2 separate regions of the Mus musculus genome follow, and region 1 is linked to region 2. Evidence: chromatin contacts called from public Hi-C data. All regions are on one chromosome and are shown on one strand. The core of a region is the stretch at or near the end of the contact, and the rest is flanking DNA. Distances in the headings are between cores, read along the strand shown.

What was found. Hi-C and Micro-C count contacts between places; a contact is called where the count stands out from the background.
Region 1: a contact with region 2 is called in a Hi-C map of the MNK3 cell line, with 4 times the contacts expected there. The contact joins two enhancer-like sites. A contact is called at or near these places in 1 of 39 promoter capture datasets (the C10 cell line), 6 of 484 Hi-C or Micro-C datasets (LSK cells, the MNK3 cell line, Th1 cells and 3 more), 3 of 115 datasets of contacts at active chromatin or transcription factors (CD8 T cells, effector CD8 T cells and memory CD8 T cells) and 1 of 9 other capture datasets (adipose tissue).

The regions. Positions count from the first base shown.
Region 1 is chr15:67,043,839-67,047,161 of GRCm38.p6, reverse strand. No RefSeq gene overlaps it. Among named protein-coding and RNA genes, the nearest start is that of Gm31342, 5.9 kb to the right of the region's middle. Within about 2 kb of position 1,596, at least 73 of the 459 cell types and tissues checked have an H3K27ac peak or open chromatin away from gene starts, as enhancers often do. A contact at or near this core is called in CD8 T cells, the MNK3 cell line, effector CD8 T cells and 1 more, where this site is marked.
Region 2 is chr15:66,798,755-66,802,246 of GRCm38.p6, reverse strand. The region is part of intron 41 of Tg (thyroglobulin); the gene reads right to left. It overlaps Sla (src-like adaptor), which reads left to right. Exons shown (of 9, transcript NM_009192.3): 3 at 719-816. The coding sequence starts at 756. Among named protein-coding and RNA genes, the nearest start is that of Sla, 31 kb to the left of the region's middle. Within about 2 kb of position 2,111, at least 17 of the 459 cell types and tissues checked have an H3K27ac peak or open chromatin away from gene starts, as enhancers often do. A contact at or near this core is called in CD8 T cells, the MNK3 cell line, effector CD8 T cells and 1 more, where this site is marked.

The DNA of each region.
Region 1 (3,323 bases), core at 347-2,846, 250 kb before region 2:
CCTCACTCAGAATAATTTGCATTCACGTTCGGTAGGCAGTCACCTCGCACAAAGCCTTTTTTTTTTTTTTTTTTTTTTTTTTTTAGTCACCCACATAATTATTGAATACTGCACTGAAATGGAGGGCATGGACCTGCTTCTGTAGCAATGTCAAACGTAGAAGCTCCAGAACTCTGGGAGCCGAGGACAGTCTGCATCTGGAAAGGGAAAGTCCTTTCTCTTCTTTTGGCCCCCAGGGTCTCTCTGCGCATTTGGTTTGAGTTGAGGAGCAAGCTCCGGAAATTCTGGAAGCCTGGGCTCTCACAGCGGCCTGCCTGAGGCTGAGCCTGGGGGAGGAGAGCAGAAAGGGCCTGGGGGGATGCAGAGACACAAACAAATCTGCAAACAAGGCCAGCATTTGTTTTCTCTGAGAGAAAAAGCCATTCAAGCCCCAGAATGGAACCCAGGGCTTCCTATGGCCCCGAAACCCAGGAAGCCTTGCAGGATCTGTCTCCACAGCCACCTCCACCCTGATTCTGCCTTGTGGCCTGATACTTCCTTGCACCTGTTGGAATAAAGCAGCTGCCTGTCCCCAAGGATCAAGGCTGAGAGCTGTTTGCTCTGGCCCAGCACCGGGGTTGGATGAGGCCTTTCTTCTCCTTCTCTGTCCAACTTTCTCTTCCTCCACGTCTGTGGCTCGAATCCCCAAAGAGGAAAGAGTCCTGATGGCTCTGATACAAAAAATATGAGACCGCTCATCTAGGGAGGAGGAAAATGGGGTAAAAACAACTTTGAGTAACCAGTGACAGGCCCGGGCTAAGCCATCTTCATGTGTAATAGCAGTCCCTGCAGAAAGTAGCACCTCAGATAACAAGCAGCTGGAGGTAATAAAAAAGTTACTCTTTCTAGAACAGTCTATTCCACAAGCACATCCAAGAAAGGTGGCAAGGGAGCAGGAAAAGATCATGGCATTCAATAAATAATGTGTTGGCCCAGCTCCAAGTCCCCATGACATGTGATGATGAAGACTTGTTTAGAAGGAAGGGACAAAGAGCTTAAGCTGCGAATGAGTTGTTTATTTTGTTCAGCTGAATACCTGCAGTCACGTCACGTGAGTGACTGGACCAGAGAGCACACTGCCCTCGAGCCCTTCATGCTCCAGTGTAAGGTCCAAGAGAGACGCTTATGCTTACGTTTTCTCAGCTTGACTTAGTTGAGTGCCTACTATGTGCCAAGGTCCACATCTATCTTTTACAAAACTGGAGGGGAGGGCTAATAAGCAGTGTCACCCAGGGCCACTCTGTGCCTTTGGGGACTGGGAAACCCTACTGTAGAAAATTATCCTTATTGATACAGATATGGATAACAGTGAAAGAAGTAGCATGTCTAGAGGTTATGCAGTGGACAGTCTGTCCAACTGTCTCTAGCATGGTTACTGCCATAAGGCATAAGGAATTCAAGTGGTTTTGGTCCCTTAGAGCCAAGGCTCCATACTGACATGCTAAACAGCAGTTGTCAATGAACGGAAAGGTTACAGTTATTAAAGAGACTACACTGGTGCAGATTCCTGACTTCCTGTAGTCACTCTCCATCTGGTGAGGTAATTATGTTAGAGGCTGTACTGGGTTTACCCTCACTTCCCACAAGACTCCTGTTTTGAGGTCAACCCTCCCCACCGGCTCTCAGAAGTGACTTCCTGTGAAATAGGGTGCAATGTTTATTCTTCCTAGTCAGTGTAAGATCCTAGAAGATTAGTGAGGCACAGCTCTCCCGTCAGGGAGGGAGTGTTCATCCAGAAATGATTGCACCAGGAAGGCTCATTGATTAGAAATTTAAATAATCTATTGGCTTGGGGGTGGGGCATGAAACTTCCTGACTGGTTGCAGAAGATGTGTTCTGGGGGTGATCCCTCCTGGCGCTGTTCTCCCTGCCTCCTCTCCGCCTAGAGGTAAGGAAGTTCCCCCCTCACCCAGAGGTTCAGCATAAACTAAATAACCTGAAACCATGGGCCAAAATAAATCTCTCCTCCCTAAGTTGTTTTCTCAGGTGTTGTGTTCACAAGGGGAGGTGGTCGAGGAAGCTCACACCATAGGCCTGTATGCAGGTAACTGCTCTACTGAAATGGCTCCAGGGCAAGAGGCAGCTGCTTTTTCCAGGAAAAGCCAGAGAGTTGGGAGCCAGAGAGCTGCCCTAGACAACATGTAAGTGAGCGCTCCTGGCCGCATCCCAGTACAACGCTATTTATGGACACTAACATTTGAATTCTGTCATTTTTCAAATGTTAGAAAATATTATTCTTCTGATTCTTTTTTTTTTTTTAATTATTTTTTCAGAAGTATAAAAACCATTCCTAGCTCTCTGGAGCTACAAAAACACACACGGTGCTGAATTTGGGTTGGTGCTCTAGGTCCTGACATTTAGCTTTTCTGGGAAACAACTTAGAGCGAGCCAGGGTTGGGGAGGGGCAGGTTATCAAGCCTGCGCTACCCTTATTTACAGAGGCAGGCACAGAGGACCTGAGTTCTGGGGCGCAGAGTCAGACTTGGGGCACAGTCCCCTCCTCCCAGCCTGAGGGCGGTTGTTTCCAAAACAAAGCCTGCACCCAAGGGCCCTGGCTCAGCTTCCACATAACTATTTTCTGGAGCACTGTGTCTCTGAGCCTCCGAGTGATGGGTTGAGAAGTTTGCTTAGGCCAGGGATGGGGCAAAACAAGCTGAGGGTTGGGATCCTATCACCTTGGTGGTGTGCTTCAATTCCCAGCTCATGCTGGACCACACTAAGTCAGTGAGTACTCCTGCCTCAGCACCCGTCCTCCTGGTGATCCGAACTCAAGGGAGGTGAACTCATTTCATCAGAGACACGCAGCTGTAAAGTGGCAACCTCGAGATTGAAATCTACTACAACTGTATCATTGCTGGGAGTCCAGGGGTTTCATGATTGGACCCTCTCTGTCCTCCTGGTTGCCAGGAAGATGACGGGCCACCAGGGCATTTTTCAGTACTGGTAGGAGTCATTCTAGCTATGGGGCAAATGGCAGGACACAGGTACGAAGTAATAATGAAATAATGTTATGGTTGGGGCCACCACAGTCTAAGGAACCATATTAAAGGGTTGCAGCATTGGAAGGCTGAGAAGCACTGATATAAAGAGAAATGGGGTTGTGATGGCTCATTTGTGTGTTAGGGAGTATAACTGTGGCTGGGACATAAAAGCATTTAAGATGCGGGGGAGATGGCTCAGACAGCAAGGGGCTTGCTGTACAAATATGAAGACTTCGGTTGGAATTCTGAGCATCCCCAAAAAAGCTGGGTGTGGCACCCCTGTAATTGTAGATCTGAGGAATC
Region 2 (3,492 bases), core at 862-3,361:
TGTGTGGCTCTTGGAGGGGCAGCCCACCATGAAGCAAATGAGATAGCCTCTCCTTTACCTGTATGTGTCATGGGACCAGTCATTTCCTATTTTGGCTTTGTTTTCTTAAGGGGTTTGCAATCATCAGGGCTAGAGTAGAGGTGAATGTGTTTGTCAGCCTGGAAAGCATAGTTCAACCAAGCCAAGGGTTCAGCCATGAAGCTGGCTTTGCAAGCCTTTAACATGGGTGTGAAAATTCGGACAAGAAAGAATCAAGCCAAAATGTCCTATCATGGCCTGCTCCCTGTCCCTACCCCTTCAGACCACTATGCCCTTTACCTTCTAAATGTGGTCTGTCCTGAATTCCTGGGCCATGAGATCTATTGACTGGAGTCTGTGAGCACAGCTTCTTTGGGGCTACCTAAGATACTACTCAACTTCTCCAGCACCCCCTTCTCTGCTCAGCAATAGTGTTGGAGGAATGGAAACTTTTGCCACCAACAGCATTTGCTAGCAACTTCCTTCTCTGTGGTTTTTGTCTGTCATCCCCTTGATAAAAGAATTTGAGCTGTGCCTCTGTCACCAACACTCATGAACTGCATCTTAACATAAAAAACAGCCCCCTTTTAAGAAGCAGGCTGCTTGAGAAATGATGCACCATGTGCTCTGAACTAGGTCACTCTCCACTCAGGGAGCTCTGGGTGTGCTTCACTCTGCATGTGTGTCTCTCGTACTGCAGGCTTCGAGTACCTTCCACAGCTCAAGGAGAGAAAGAGATGGGGAATAGCATGAAATCCACATCTCCACCTTCGGAGAGGCCGTTATCCAGCAGTGAGGGTAAGTCTGACTTCTCTAGAGAGATATTTAACTCAGTCCTGTAATAGCCCACTGTGGGTGGTGGCTCTTGTTAAAACTGGGCAGTGGGTACCTGTGTGACATTGTATCATTCCCTCACTTTGTGCTTCAAATAGTTAAGAATGAACATTTGGAAGGGTTAGATACTTGGCGGTGTGAAAGTGTTGTCATCTTTAGAGGGAACTCTGAGACTGGTAGGCTCCTTTGACAGAGTACATACAGGTTTTGAGCCACTGTAAAGTTTAAAATCTCAAATCCTGTGTGCATGTGTTCTTGAAAGAGCCATGAACTGAGAGCAAGGCCTCTGAGAGGAGGCAGAGGGAGTTCAGCGCTCCTCAGCTCATGACTTCCGGTTTGTCTATCTGTATACACTGTAGTTTTCCTACATGAAAAGCATAGGCTTCCAACTTTCCTCCCTTCCTCCCTTTCTCTCTCCTCCTTTCTCCCTCCACCTCTCCCTCCCTCCCTCCCTTCCTCTCTCTCTGAATTTTAGGAATACAGTCTGGGGCAGAAGGGCCTTTATGCTTGAGCAAGTCTAATGAAAACAAACCTCAAAAGACTTGCCCATTTGCTTTTACTTTTAAAATGCTAATTGACATAAAGTAAAATTTTTTCTTTTTCCACTATGTGGGCAAGAGGCTGCATCTGAGAAGGAGGTTCAGGGGTCTCCCTCTGACTGCTGGTTTAGAAAAATTTCTCCGGCCTGTACCAGGGTATACTCCAGATAGTCGCACAATTGTCCCACCCTGAAAAGCTTCCTCTGTTGTCAGGTCTGATTCTACTTCATCTTTCTTCACATACCTATTTGAATGAGGGAGAAGTTGCCAGGTCACTGCTACTCTAATTGACTCGAATCAGGCATTGCCTGAATTGCTGAGGCTTCCTCTGATAGCCTGGGTGACAAAAAGCTCAGGGCAGGAGGTTCTGCCCTATGAATCTCAAGACAAAAGAATTCTCTTGGCCTTTAAGAGCTCCTTCTTCAGCATGCCAGGACAGTGAATGCCTGGGCATGTATGTTCTTCATCAGGGTGATTCCTAGGAACTAATGTCATAAAGAAGTAGTCAATCTGTTGGGAATAGTGTACATTTCAGAGGAAAAAGACCCCCAAGTGGTGTCCTTTAGAAGCTGTGTGACCTTGGGGAAGTACCCCCAGTCTTCTATGGCTTTCCTAAGGGACTTAACCTTGATCTTGTGCCACCACAGTAGAGCAAAGAGCAGTGACCTGGTTGTAGGGTGGGAACACTTTGAGATCCACTTGAGGTCTGCTAACCTCAGTAGATTGTATCTATATAACCATCCCTCAAGTGTGAGCTTCCCTCAAGTGTGAACATCCCTCAAGTATGAATGCAGTGGAACTGGCAACCCCAGGAACTTTCTCACAGAATTGCAAATAGTGAATTTTCCAGTCCACACAAACTTCAGACACCTCCTCAGGGAGGGCCACATGCATACAGCACAGAATTAATTAAAAACCGGGGGCCTCCCAGGATGTTGGGGAAACACATTTCCACCCAATAAAGACAACCTAGTTACTCTGCTGTAATAGTCCCCTCCCCCACTCCTGCCGATTGGTTTCTTCCATCTGCATTACTGTGACCTACAGTGACACCTCATGTCTGAATTGACCATGCAAACCAGCTGTGCTCAGAACCCATGCCACTGTGCCCAGGTACAAATCAAATCACACCCAGTCAACATGCCCTTGCAGAGTTGATACCCGTGAAAAACAGGACTGAGCAAGGTAAGGAGAGGAAGGAAACAAGTAAATCTGAAGGCCCAGCAGAACTGTGATGGCGGGTGGAAGGTGGATATCAGCGAGCTGTGTTTCCAACCAGGCCCTGGAAGGTCTTACGCCCCTAAAGCTAGCAGATCCCAGGCCAGTGCTAGTTGTGCTTTCATATCTAAGACAATCACGAGCTGACTAGCCAGGTCATCATGGTGTCTCCTCAGTTCTCATTTTTATGACAGTGATAATTGTAGTGTGGCTTGGTGCCTGAGGTGTGCCACACATGGCTCTAAGAGCTTTATGCATATGATGTGAGCCATTGGATATACATATGCATATCACATAAGAATAGCATCTCACGTGAAAATTCCTTCAAAGCAGCTCCTAATTTTTATAATAGTCCAACCACATTATCACTATCACACTCTTCAATTTGCAGTCGAGGAAACTGAGGGCATGTCATAGGCCATGCCTAATGTCCTCCAGCTCATCAGGGATGTGAGAGGAGAAACAAGCAGATTAACTGAGTGTAGTGGTCAGAGTCCTCCCCTGTCTTTAAAAAACAAAAACAAAAACAAAAGAACTCCATCATAATCCCAGGGTAGACTGTGCTCAGAGAGAGGATATGCCAGGAGTAAGGAATTATGCCCAGTTAACAGATTCAATGACACAAAAACTCTTGGGCCATTGCAAGAACTTATAAATGAAGTACCAGTCAGATCTTAGCTTAGGTCCTCATTTCTATATCACTAACCCATTCCTGGAGCATGGGGTGGCTTTAAGTGGAAGGATATTTGACTTCTGAGTCATTTTACCCTTAAAGAATATAAAATACAAGTAGGTAACCTATCAAATCCATACCTGTAGATGGTAGGACCCACAGACCTGGCTTCCATGCATCAGCAGAACTTCGTAGGCCTTCCTCCAAGCC